Linked DNA regions of Hordeum vulgare: region 2 is linked to region 1. A link is a contact called in public Hi-C data. All regions are on one chromosome and are shown on one strand. Each heading gives the region's core, a stretch centred on a gene start, on an enhancer-like site or on the middle of the called end of the contact. The rest is flanking DNA. Distances are from core to core; before and after follow the strand shown.

Region 1 (6,250 bases), core at 950-3,449:
TCCAGAAACCGCGTCATCGTTTCCGCAAGGAGAAGGTGGGTGAGACTCATTCAAAGAACAACGAGGAAAGTACCTCCAAGAGGGGAATGAGCAAGTGAAGTTGGTGCCGTTGAACTATTTAAACTATTTATGTTGGTTTCGTGAAACTATTTGATATTTATTGAACTATTTGCCATGTGAAACTATTTGCTACTATTTGGTTGTGTGCTATGTTAGTTGAACTATTATTCGTATCGAGGTGTGATACATGTTATATTATGTTGATCTACATATTTTATGTTTTTAAGTCTATAATACTGTTGTGGCAAAAAAAATAAGACAAAAAAAGTTGTGTGCAAAAAATGCAATATGATGAGACCCTACCGCCGGAGGACATGACGGTAGGTTGCCACAGCCTACCGCCGGAGTCTGTGGCGGTAGGATGCGCAACCTACCAAAAAAAGTGATTCCACGTTAGAGTACGCAAAACTACGTATGCACACACTACCGCCTAGGGCACTGGCGGTAGGTTATCACAGCCTACCGCCTCATGCTCTCGCGGTAGGTGTGTGCCAAGTCAACGTCAGGGTCGTTAAGTAAACGGAGGCCGTGACGGTATGCTAGGTAACCCTACCGCCGACCATCTTGATGGTAAGAAAAGGGTCAAATGTTGATTTTTTTTCGAATCAGGATCAGATGTTGAAAAACTTCTTTGAGAGGGTCAAAACACGAAGATTCTATACTACGTATTTCTAGATCATGACCGGCATAACTGCCAAGACGCTTTCAGAAGAGAACAAAAGGGTGTTACGCTCCAATGGTAGTATAATACTGTATTTAACTGCATTGACATTCGGATGGCGCTGGCTTGAATACGGGCTACCACATCATACACCCCAGCATGACACCGATCGTATTGCGAGCTCGCAATGGGGAATATTGTTACAACTTCTTCAGAGTTGACGTGAGCAGCGGCACCTCACTTGATAGAGCTGTTTACAAGTATGGCCAAAATCATGTACTCTTTGTCCGGTTCAAAGAACCGCTGCACGTCTGGTGGGGTGGATATGGTATTTCTAATCTTTGTACAAGAGGGAGGACGTGTACAATACTAAGCAATCATGCATGATATTTTTTCTGGAGATTTCTGGTCCCTTGGGCCAAATTTATATATACGCCACCGATTTTTATTGGCGAGAATCATATCTTTATCAATTGTCATTTTCCTCGATAAAGTTCCTTTCAGGACCACCGAACAAGAAAATTACCATCCGTACTCTTCATTGCTTAGGCTCTGTTTGAAACCACAATAGATTATAATATTCTGAATTATGAAGATATATTATATAATCCGAATTATAAAAATAATATAGGTGAGCATGTTTGGAGACCAGATTATATAAACTGTAATCCAGATTTATATTGTACAATGACATGTTTGTTCTCTGTTTTTTAGCTGCAAAGATAATAATCTAGGTGGGCATGTTTGAAGGACGGTGGCGGTGGTAGTAGGTAATTATCTCCAAGTTTTTAATAATCTGATTTTAGCTGAGGTAGAGTAGATTATGAGTTTTTAATAATCTGATCATCTAGTTTTTATAAACTACAATATAATCTATCATGTTTGAAGACATAATAAATTATAAAAACTGGATTATATAATTTAAGTGGTTTCAAACAAGGCCTTAATTAATGAGATGTGACAAATCTTTTAACTCCGTTTTAAAAAAAAGTTACCATTGTCGGCTAGCTCTACTGCAATTTTTATCCAACAAGAAGATAAGTTAACTTATTTTTCCTTTTTTTTAATGAGATGCGGTATAATCATTTTTCTAAAAATACAATGTAATTAAAGTCGCTCATACATATGAGCATACATTTATTCTTATAAATACACGCACCGCACACTCTACCCCTAACTTTGAACCCGAGGGTTTAACTAAAATATGGCATTGCTGGCGTGCTCGGTGTCTCATGTGTAATGCGACACACATGGCAAAGCCAGCAGCGCGCCATGATGCACGGGCATAGGACAGGCACAGCTAGTGGCGGTCTGGGCTGGCCTGGGGCGTGCAGTGGCCCGATGATCGCATCCATTTGATCGATCATGCGCACCCACGCAAGAAAACAGATGATGCTCTGCCTAGCCTCTTACTATACTATACTGCTGGCTCAGATCTAGTAGTAGATGGGCTAGGCGATCGGACGGTCCAGACCACGTGCGTGCGTGCACCCACCCTCCTTTGACCCCTCCCCGCACGCTTCTCCTTCTCCTTCTCGGCCACGTACGTAGGCGCCTTGAGCCGCGGTATGAGCCTTGATGGCCTCGTTTCTCGTCTGCTTGCGGCAGAGATCGTTTTCGCCGTCCCGTAGCTTGCGTTTCCAGAAGAGAATCCGCACACAGCCTTGCGTTGGTTTGCACTCCTGCCTGGAGCATCGAGCCTACGTAGCAGACAAGGAAATTGAAGACACAGCAAGATGCGTAGGGTTCTGTTACTACTACGACTAATACTTTTCAAGCCTCCATCTAACCCTAATGGCAAACCCTAATGACTTTTCAAGCCTCCATCTACTCCTAGATCGTGTGTTTTGTGAAAAGAAAAGAGGACAGGCTGGTGTCGTCAGGCTGCGCTAATTGCTTAGTAGTACTATAGTATAATTCTTCATGGTCGCTCGTCGGCTTAATCAAATGGCAGGCGTATCGTATACTATAACGTAGCGAGCTAGCAGTTTCAGCCGGGAACTGAGTTGGATGCCTCAACCATAATAGGGTCGTTGCCACCGTCTCGAAATTCAGACACGGCGCTTGCACGCACGAATTTCTGCAGCTGTAGCGATCGGCCGGTCAGCACAGCGCGCAGATCGCCGTCTGTCTCTGATCGGCGTGACCACGAAAAGGAGTAGTATTCGGCACGAAGGTAGCCAGGGCACTCTAGCCGAAAGTGTTACTACACGATAGCAATAATATTCGGCAATCATCATCGAGGCACGCACGCACACACAAACGCTGCTGCTACTACTACGGATCACATCGTCCAGCTACCACCCCACCGGATGCTCATCGTTTTTCTTCGGAATCAAAGCAAAGTGTTTAGTGTTACACTATCACAGGTGCAGTCGATTGGCACATGACATGAGTTTTTTTTTTTTGAAAAGGAGGTTAAACCCCCGGCATCTGCATTAATCGATGCATGCAGCCATCTTTATTAATTATTTTATAAAAGTCTAACAAAAATATATATCAATCCACCCAAAGCCACGACCCACACCTACAAACTCGATAATGTGGAGTGCTCTCGCTCCACATATCTAATACCGCTGTTGTCGTCAATCCATCCACATAAGGCGTGTTTGGTTGCCTGGGTGGCTCTAGCCTGCATCGTATGGGGCATCCTGGGTGAGCCTGGCCTGTTTGAGTGGATGCAGGGATGGGGTGAGATGAGTGTTTGGTTGATTGCATGATACGGATGCACCAGAGATGCTATACATGACAGATGTTGTTTGGTAGGCTGAATTGGGCTTAATTATTTCGAGTAAAAATTGAGCTTAATTATGTAACGGGGGGGAGGGAGGGAGGGGGTGGCCGCGGGATGGCTCGGCGCGGGGAGGGAGGAGGTGGCCGCGGGCTGGCTGTGGCGGGGGGCTCGCCACGGGGACGGAGGGGGTGGCCGCGGGATGGCTCTAGCAGGTGGCTCGCCGCGGGGAGGGGCGCCACGGTGGGGGAGAGGGGTGGCGTCGGTGTTGGGGAAGGAGGGTGGCCGCGGGCTGGCTGAGGCGGGAGGGCTCGCCGCAGGGAGGGAGGGGGTGGCCGCGAGCTGGCTCTGGCCGTGGGGCTCGCCGCAGGGAGGGGGCGTTGCGGTGGGGGAGAGGGGTGGCGCCGGTGGTGGGGAAGGAGGGTGGCCGCGGGCTGGCTGAGGCGGGAGGGCTCGCCGCAGGGAGGGAGGGGGTGGCCGCGAGCTGGCTCTGGCCGTGGGGCTCGCCGCAGGGAGGGGGCGTTGCGGTGGGGGAGAGGGGTGGCGCCGGTGGTGGGGAAGGGGCTGGCATGGCGGCGCGTAGACTCGTGGCCCAGTGAAAGGCATGGAGGAGCGACATCATCCTCCGGCGAGGACAACGACGACAGAGTGGTGGGCTGCATCGCGGGTGCAGGCAAAAGGCAAGAACGAGCCTGCATGAAAGAAACGCTCCGATCCTGCGTTTCCCTCAGCCTGGCTGGGAGGCCTCTTTTTGCATCGACTGGGCCAGGCTGAGAAGACCACGCAACCAACCAAACATGGGCCATTTTGCATCTCGGATGCAAACCAGGTGCGAGCCACCCAACCAAACACGCCCATAATGGATCGGGAACAACAGCCGGTGCAGCACACCTAAAACGCACACCTCATGCACACGTTTTACAAGCCGCCATCATCGTCAAACCACTGACCCATCTTCAGGAAAGAGATCCGCATCATCCTTGCGAGTCCAAACATCCGTCGACGCCACCACGGCGCCCAAGGGCGCCACCGCCCTGCGCTCATCCGTCCAAATGTGAAGACTCCTGGAGATCTGTCGTGCGTAGCACCTCCCAACCAGGCATGACTCAGCGTAGCACGTGTCGGCCAGGCATGACTTGACAGCTCCACCGAAATCCCGTACAAGACGAAGCCGCTCCACCTCGTGCGTCAGTCTGCCAGCGTTGCTCCTGAAATGATGCTCCCAAGAAAGAAACGACACCGCAATACCGCCATCGTCCGATCTGGAAGACCAGATCCTAGGGTTTCCCCCGAAGCAGTGCCCACCACAAGCAACCGTTCACGACCCACACAGTGTCCACCACCACTTATCCCTCAAGGCGACGCCTTCAGGAAGGTCACCACATCAAGGACGCCGCTGCCGCCCACCGGAGTTAGGGTTTTCACCCGAGAGGCAAGGAAGGGGAGGAGAGGAGCAGATGTATACCGACGTCTCCAAAAAGAAAAACGTCGCCCTTGAGCGTCGTCGTCGGCGCGGCCGGCCTGGGCCAACCAAGGGTTTCCTCCAATCTGAATCTCCTCCACCAGCTTCACCCGCGGGTAGGGCCCCGTCAACCATGCCGTCACCACCAATAAACCGCAGTAGAGAGGCCCACAGATCAGGGCCGGAGGACAGCGGCCAGATCTGGCGCCGCCAGCCGCCACATCAGCCACGCGACGGCTGACCACCCGAGGGTTGTCCCACGACCGGCCACACAAGGCACGTCGGCCACCAGGAGACCGCTCACCATGGCCCAGAGCTGCGCCCGCGACGACACGCCGCTGCCCGCAACGCCACCTGCGCTCCCCATAGGACAACCCCCGACCGCGCGAAGGGGAGCCGTCGGGGCGCGCCGCCCTCGCCCCCGCCTTTGGCAGCCGGGCGTGTCCCCACCGCCGGCACCGGCGGCGACAGTGGCCGAGGAAGGGAGGAGATCGGCCGCCCGCTCGATCTAGGGTTGGGGCATGCGGAGTCGCTCGCGCGAGCGACACGGGAGGAGGACGGGAGAGATCTGTGTTGCCTTTCTAGTTACTGGATTAATCACGAGGCCATGACATGAGTGTTGGAATAATTGCATCACTAAGATGCCATTAACGGGAAACGGATTGCATCTAGACCACTAAGAACATGAACAGAGATGAGTTTATAGATCATTACAGCGCACTGATGTTGACATGATCGCCTGCTTGTTGGAGGCAATGTGGCAGGACGAAGTGCTTGAAGACGACGACCTCCTTGAGATCTTGATTCCTTCACGGCGCCACTCGCACTGTCCAGGGGTGGCTGCAAGGTCAGGTCTTCCGGTCATGCAGCGCTTCCCCTGATCAGATAGGGTCGATGGAATATTGGGGAGCTAGGAGTTGTGCGTGAACTGGTCGATCACCCAAGGCCGAAGCTCCCCTTCCCTTATATGTAGCCCTGATGACATGGGACCCAAACGTGAATTGGTTTTTGGCGCCCCCAATCAGGATGCATTAGTTAGATCGAGGCTAACGCACGTTGGTGCATGGGCCTCTTAACTTAACGTTATCTTTGTATCCTCTTTTTTCTGTTAATATTGTTAGGTCCAATAGGCATGTTAAGCATTTTATATAGATTAACTTGATTCACCCATTCTCCATAGAAAAAATACCAAAGTGAGGTGTGACAACAACTCAAAACGTCATTAAACCTCAACACTTATAGCACACCTATCTATTTTGAAATGGATAATTTTTGGCTTATTGGGGAGTGGTTTATTTTTGTGGTCCTCTTATTCCAGAATCATAAGGCTTCTCGT
Region 2 (6,586 bases), core at 758-3,257, 130 kb after region 1:
TGTCATAAGGGATGACTCATAATAATAAAACAACGTTGGTCTCAATTAATATTAGAGTCATTTAGTTTTGAATTTAAACATCAACGTTAAAAATTGCATCATTATTTTTTATCTTTAAAACATATTCATCATGCAAAAATACACATTATAAATTCAAAATAAAAAAATCTCGTTGGTTCAATTTTATCCAAAATAATAACATGTACATTGTGCTTCAGGGAGGGAGGAGGGAAGCCAGCCACCGCGACATGAGGAGCTACGACGACTCGCGCGGCGTCGACCGTCCTTTCAAGCGGCGACGATAGCGTAGAAACATTTCGCGCCTCGCTCTGGTGGGATTCGATAGCGTTGCGGCATCCTCGCCCTCCCCCAGCGGTGGGTGCTACGCGGGGCCCAAGGGGAAAAGGCGGCGACACAACACATGAGGTGAGGATCCTTTCCTCAATCTCCCCAAATAGTGTTCATAAGTGCTTGATTTGGGGGAAAATCTAACCTAATTTCAGAATTAGGGTTCTTACAAATTAGGTATTTTTCTAGGATTTGAAAAAACATGATGATTTATACTGATTTTGGATGAAGTATCCCTCTGCCTTCTAATTTGCTAAGCATAAAATGGGATAGATCTTAAACATGATTGATTTCTAATAAATCGAGACATAAATGTGAGCATAAAACTTTAACTTGGGTTAATTAAAAATTCATGAACATGGGTAGCGGTATTGATCCATAGAGATCATAGCAAAATTAAAATACAAACATCGTTAACAGTGGGCAATTGACTCAACAACAAAAAAATAGCAGCATCAAACTTGATCTACTGATTCTATAAGCATGAAATTGATGTGCTGATCATGATGTAGGGATCTATTGCAATTATAACCCGGCTCTGATACCATTGTTGAAATAATTGCATCACCAAGATGCCATTAACATGAAACAAATTGCATCTGGACCACTAAAACATGAATAGAGATGAGTTTATAGATGATTACAACCCACTGATGTTGACATGATCGTCTACTCGTTGCACGCAATGTGGCAGGATGAAGTGTTCGAAGACGACAGCCTCCTTGAGATCTTGATTCCTTCATGGCGGCACCGACACTGTCCACGGACGGCGGCGGCGACATGGCCATGTCTTTCCGTCGTGCAACGCTTTCCTTGATCGAATAGGGTCGATGGAATATTGGGGAGTTAAGAGTTGGGCGTGAACTGGTCGATCGCCCAAGGCCGAAACTCCCCTTTCTTTATATGTAGCGCTCGCGAGAGGGGACCCAAATGTGAGTTGGTTTTGGATGCCCCCGGTAAGAGCCCATTAGTTAGATCGAGGCTAACACACGTTGTTCTGTGGGCCTCTTAACTTAACGTTATGCTTGTATCTTTCTTTTTTCTTTTGTTAATATTGTTAGATCCGATAGGCATGTTAATCCTTTTAGATCAAATCAACAACGAGAATTCCACGTCACCATCGAAGAGATCCAAGAGGTAATTAACACAGTTTTTTTTTTCTGTAGGGGACCCTGAACAGGCAACGGGGACAGGCAAGCTTCACGTGACAACCATAAATTACCAAACAAAAAGATGAAACGAAAGCAATGCGCAACCAAATCGCAGGAACAGGGGACTGATGGTGCATGGTAAGATTTGTCAATGAATCGAACAAACAAAGGCAGAGGAGGTGAGGTGAGGTGAGGTGAGGTGGGAGAGAACCAAATTCGCGTGACAGTGCTCCAATCCAACCCCACCACCCCCCATGCATGCATGCATGCATGCGGCGTGTATTTATTTCCCCGTGCTTTAAGGAAAGAAGAGACCAAAGAGATCTGAACAAAGTGGGGGAGCAGCCTCGGCATAGAGTAGAGGAGAGGGAGGTGCGATGCGATGCGATGCCAATCAAGAGACGGTGCAACCACACCTAAATTATATGCCCCCCTCCTTGCTTGCTTCAGATTGGCAGGCTGGTACCAAAGGGCCTCCCTCCAGTCCGTGCCTGCAGCAGCGTCACGCACGCAGTGCTGCTGCTTTCAGAGATCACTCCGCTCCACCCAACCAACCAAACAAGCAGTCAGGCAGGCATTATTGCTGAGAATTTTACAAGAATGGGGAATCCACGGCCGAGCACGCTACTGCTAACAGGGAGCCTAATAACAAACAATAACGAGGGGGACTGCACAAGAAATGTATCGAGAAAAATATACTTCAACCACTGCCCAGCCCATGGTGCGCAAGTGCCCATGATGCATCTGCCTGAACTGCACGCTGCTTTGACAGTGCACCAGCTTTTAATTGCAACGAGAGAAGAGATTCCAAGCCACGATTTGATTAGGCGGGCGGGCCGGGGCAGGCAAAGTGCGCAAACAAGCTCCGTTTCTTGCAGCAGACTAATGCGCTTTCCTTTGGCAACTTCTCAGGAATCATGGCCATCACCACGGCTGTCTTTCTTTCCATCTACTTAATGTGGTGCTCAAACCGAAGCATATGGGCCTTGTCAGAGCCTTTCCTTTGGCCCCAAGCTCACACTTCTCCATGCCATATGGCCACCCACTCCCCTCCCCTCCCCTCCCCTGTTGCTCCCATTTAGCATCCTTGTCTCCGTCCTTTTCCTTGCCTTCCAACCATTCTTTCGTTTCGTTTCGTTTCGTTTCGTATCCTGCTCTGCTCTGCTCTTCTTGGTTGGATAACCAACCATCTCAGAGGAGTACGGACAGCTAGGTGCTTGGACTTTTAATTATAGTAGTGGTAAGTGATGTTACGGGAGGCTGGCTAGACTGATGAGTGTTTTCAGGAGGAGCACCAGACGCACGTCCCCAATCGCCCTCACATGCCCTGCTGCCTTTATATTATCGCACTCCTCTCAAGTCTGAACCCACCTCTGATCCTTGTCATGTGAGCGAGCGAGCGAGCGAACCCAAGGCCACCACCCGTCTTCTCTGGCCTCAACAGCTCCCACTGTCCCGCCAATCTTGCTCCCCGCCCGGCCCGTTTCCCTCCCTCTCCTTCCCACTACACGCCACGGTGCCTCTGTCCTCTTGTACGCCTGCAGTTTTTAAGAAACCTGAACTGTCAAACGGTTCTCCTATAAGCGAGCGAGTGGCCTCTGGCCTGCCTGCATTGCTTGCTGTTGCTGTCTAGTGGAGGCCTGAGAGAGAGAGAGAGAGAGAGCCTTTGCGTGACCCAAGATCATGCAAGTAGTTAAGCGGGCACCAAGTCTAGATCGATCGCCTTTAGCTATTAGCTACTAGTGTATTAATCAAAGCGAGCAGCTGCAGGCAGGCTAGCTAGGCGCGAGCAAAAGCGGCAAGCAAGGAGTGGACGGGTGGGTACCTGGCCGATTGACAGCGCGCATCGGCATGTGCATCGTCGGCCGGCCCTTTGCCTACGCCGGCCATGTCACTACTAGCATATGCATGCATGGGGGGCTCTGACCCTCAGATTTGTTTGCAGTACTGCTGTTGCTGCTGCTGCTGCTATGACTACTACTACCGTCCGGTAGTACGTGACACCACCAGCAGGCAGCAGGCAGCAGGCAGCAGCGGCCACCATTACTCACTCGCTGGCTCACTCCTACCTCCCAACCGGTGAGGCCGCCCGTCGATGGATGGATGGATCCAGCGGCGAGTCAGACACCTAAAACTGTGATGGACCGATATTATTGTCAACTAACGTGTGCCCCCTGGCATGCATGCCCTTCCAAACGAAAAAGAGGACGGGGGTCGGCCCGGCGCTGTGCACTGCACTGCACTGCTTGCTTGCCCATCTAGTCCACACCAGCGCTGCACTGTCTCTTTTGCTGCCATGCCATGCCATGCCGTGCGCTCTCATCTCATGGGAGCCAAGATCGAGGCGAGGCCAGCCCGGCATCACACCCACTGACGCGGGAAAATGCATGGGACAAGGACGCTAGCTGGGCTATGGTCTCTCTCTCTCTCTCTCTCTCTCCGGGGAGGGAGGGAGGAGGAGAAAGGAAAAGATTGAAAGGGGTCGCCGGTGTAGACGGGAATTGATTGGTTTGCACTTTGCCAAGCACGCACAGAGGCAGGCACGCAGGCCAGCCCCTCCTCTCTAGTGTAGTCCTGACTCCTCGCCAACCCACTTGATGGCGATCACAGCTTCACAAGAAGCGACGCTGTTTATCCACCGGGTCTTCACTTCTGTTTCCCACCGGGCGTATGACGAATACATGTTGTTTCTCTTCTCATAGCAGTGGCATCCAATAATTCGCTTAAGCCAGGGCGCCACAGAAACTGTGCTTGGAATCATACTAGGGCTAGTATCCAAATAGGGGGGGGCAATTAGTCGATCGCCATCTACGCTGTCATGCATCCTCACTGTGCAAATATGCTGTGCGGACCATGATGCTAATTTTTCTACAAACCAGGAGAAGGAGAAAGATGGCGCTTAGTTGGTCAAATGTTGGCATCCTAATCATGTTTCCCCCCACATGCAAAGAAAAACAAAAAGAAACAAGTAATTGCTGTGTTCTCCGCGTACTTATAAGAAAGCTTCACAAGATGCCAGCTACTCTGGAAAATTGTTTTGAATGGAACCTACTATCATGCTATTTGTTTTGAATATAACTCGTCTAAACAAGCATCATTGTCATTTCTTCTATACAAATGAAAGCCAAGAGAAACATCAGGCTTAGTTGTTCAAATGATGGCATCCTAATCAGGTTCCCCCCCACATTAAAAAACCCGCAAGATCAATCCATCAATTTTGTGTTGTCCACCTATTAAAGAAGCTTCACAAGATGCCAGCCAGAAAATCATCTTGCCACTGTCATGCTGATTATGGTTCATATGCACTACCTCCTTCGGCAGACAATACATCCTAATCCCACCGTCATTTGCGTCGAGGAAAGTAGAACCCTATTGCCCGCCTCTTGTCTAGTTTAGATGCCAAGAAGTAGAACCTAACACATTTGATGGCTATTAGACTGTTAGTTGCACACACACGCACATGGCTGCACAGGATACTAAAAATAATCATGCCTCATGCGTGCATGCCAATTATATGGAGCACAAAGCTAGAAATGTTACGTCAAAGACTCAGGGCACCTTATGTGAGTTTGCAATGCCGAAAGGAAACTTTGCATGTTGCCAACAAATTAGATGTTCTGTTGTAATAAAACATTGAAGTTGAATTGATCAAATATTACCCCACAAGTATATAATGTACTCATAGGGTTATCACGACATGTAATACCAAATCTATATGGACCGATCAATGAATTATGCCACGGCAGACACGGTCTTTGCAGCAAAAAAGAAAAGTTATCACGAGGTCTACCAATATCTACTTTAGCTTGGAGATCAATTTGGTAATCTGTGACAACATTATCAATTGTGAACCTTGTTCATAATCATTTAAGTATCATTTTGTTGTTATGAATTTGCCCTATTGTACCTTTTTTCTCTCCATTTCTATACTTGTACGTCAACATAACTCAATGAAGTATATCTTGGAAAATCCGGATATTTCAATATTAGTGCATCCATCACTTGAAAAATCTTCATGTTAATTAGTTTAGTAAGGTAAGATGCATCATTGCCCTGTTTATCTTAAAGCAGAAGCATGGGCTGCATCAGGAATTCAGGATTCCCTCCCTCAGATCTCTATCACCCGTGCTAGATGCCAACCAAGAAACATAAAGAGAGGAAGAGTTGCAAGATAAGAGAAGGCGGGAATAAAGATGGGAGTACTGATGAGGAAAGCCACAAGCAATGGTTTCAGAGGTTGCACACAGCCAGTGCGAAAGTGGGAACGGTATCTTCTCCATTATAGTTAGGTCCCTATAAACACTATCTAGGATCATTATAGTACTAGTGAAAAACAGCGAGCTACACCTAATGGATGCTTAGGTTCGTTCCTTTGATGAGCATGACTCCACCAAGAGAAGCTAAATGGAAGGAAAAAAGAGGGGGGGAAAGTAAGAAAGGAGCCATCCAACATCGATGGCAAGGAAACTTTGGCAGGTACTAGAAAGAAGGGATAGAATTGTACCGTAGGAAGCCGTGGTGGGTTTGTTACATGCTTGAGTTGGGTGAGCAAGAAGATGCTAAACGGAAAGTGGATAGACAGGTATGGATTGTGGTCAGTAACCGACTGTCATAGCAACTGAGGCTGCTCTTCTGTAAAGAACTAAAGATGTCAAGTTTAGCTGTGACCATTTTCTGGACCAGCTTGTGTTGCCTCCATTATAATTTGGAAGGTGGATCTTCCAAGGGCAATTTCTTTTAATTATTCGCTAACATACGAGAAGTGGAGATGGAGATGCGCACGACGAGTCATCCTTGATCCCCACCTGCCAATTAACAGGTAATGGAATTCCGACAAATTTTCTACGGAGACAACACGGCAAATATGACTTTTCATGGTCATCTACTTTCTCATGTATACCAAAGTTTCGAATTATATTAGCATATCCAAAGTTAATGCGTGTTCCTGGATTTGACATTTGTTGCTACCCATGTCCACACTACATATGCAATGTAGCTTACTTTGGACAGCACTGCAGACAACAATGAAAGCAATTGCATACATAGTGTTTTGTCAGATAGCTTAAGTTGATGTTACAACGTTTACT

Evidence for each region. Hi-C and Micro-C count contacts between places; a contact is called where the count stands out from the background.
Region 2: a contact with region 1 is called in a Hi-C map of seedling, with 2.8 times the contacts expected there. The contact joins two enhancer-like sites. A contact is called at or near these places in 2 of 6 Hi-C or Micro-C datasets (leaf and seedling).

What each region holds. Positions count from the first base shown.
Region 1 is chr6H:447,940,787-447,947,036 of MorexV3_pseudomolecules_assembly, forward strand. No RefSeq gene overlaps it. Among protein-coding and RNA genes, the nearest start is that of LOC123404195, 35 kb to the left of the region's middle. Within about 2 kb of position 2,200, at least 3 of the 3 cell types and tissues checked have open chromatin away from gene starts, as enhancers often do. A contact at or near this core is called in leaf and seedling, where this site is marked.
Region 2 is chr6H:448,069,779-448,076,364 of MorexV3_pseudomolecules_assembly, forward strand. No RefSeq gene overlaps it. Among protein-coding and RNA genes, the nearest start is that of LOC123403522, 38 kb to the right of the region's middle. Within about 2 kb of position 2,008, at least 3 of the 3 cell types and tissues checked have open chromatin away from gene starts, as enhancers often do. A contact at or near this core is called in leaf and seedling, where this site is marked.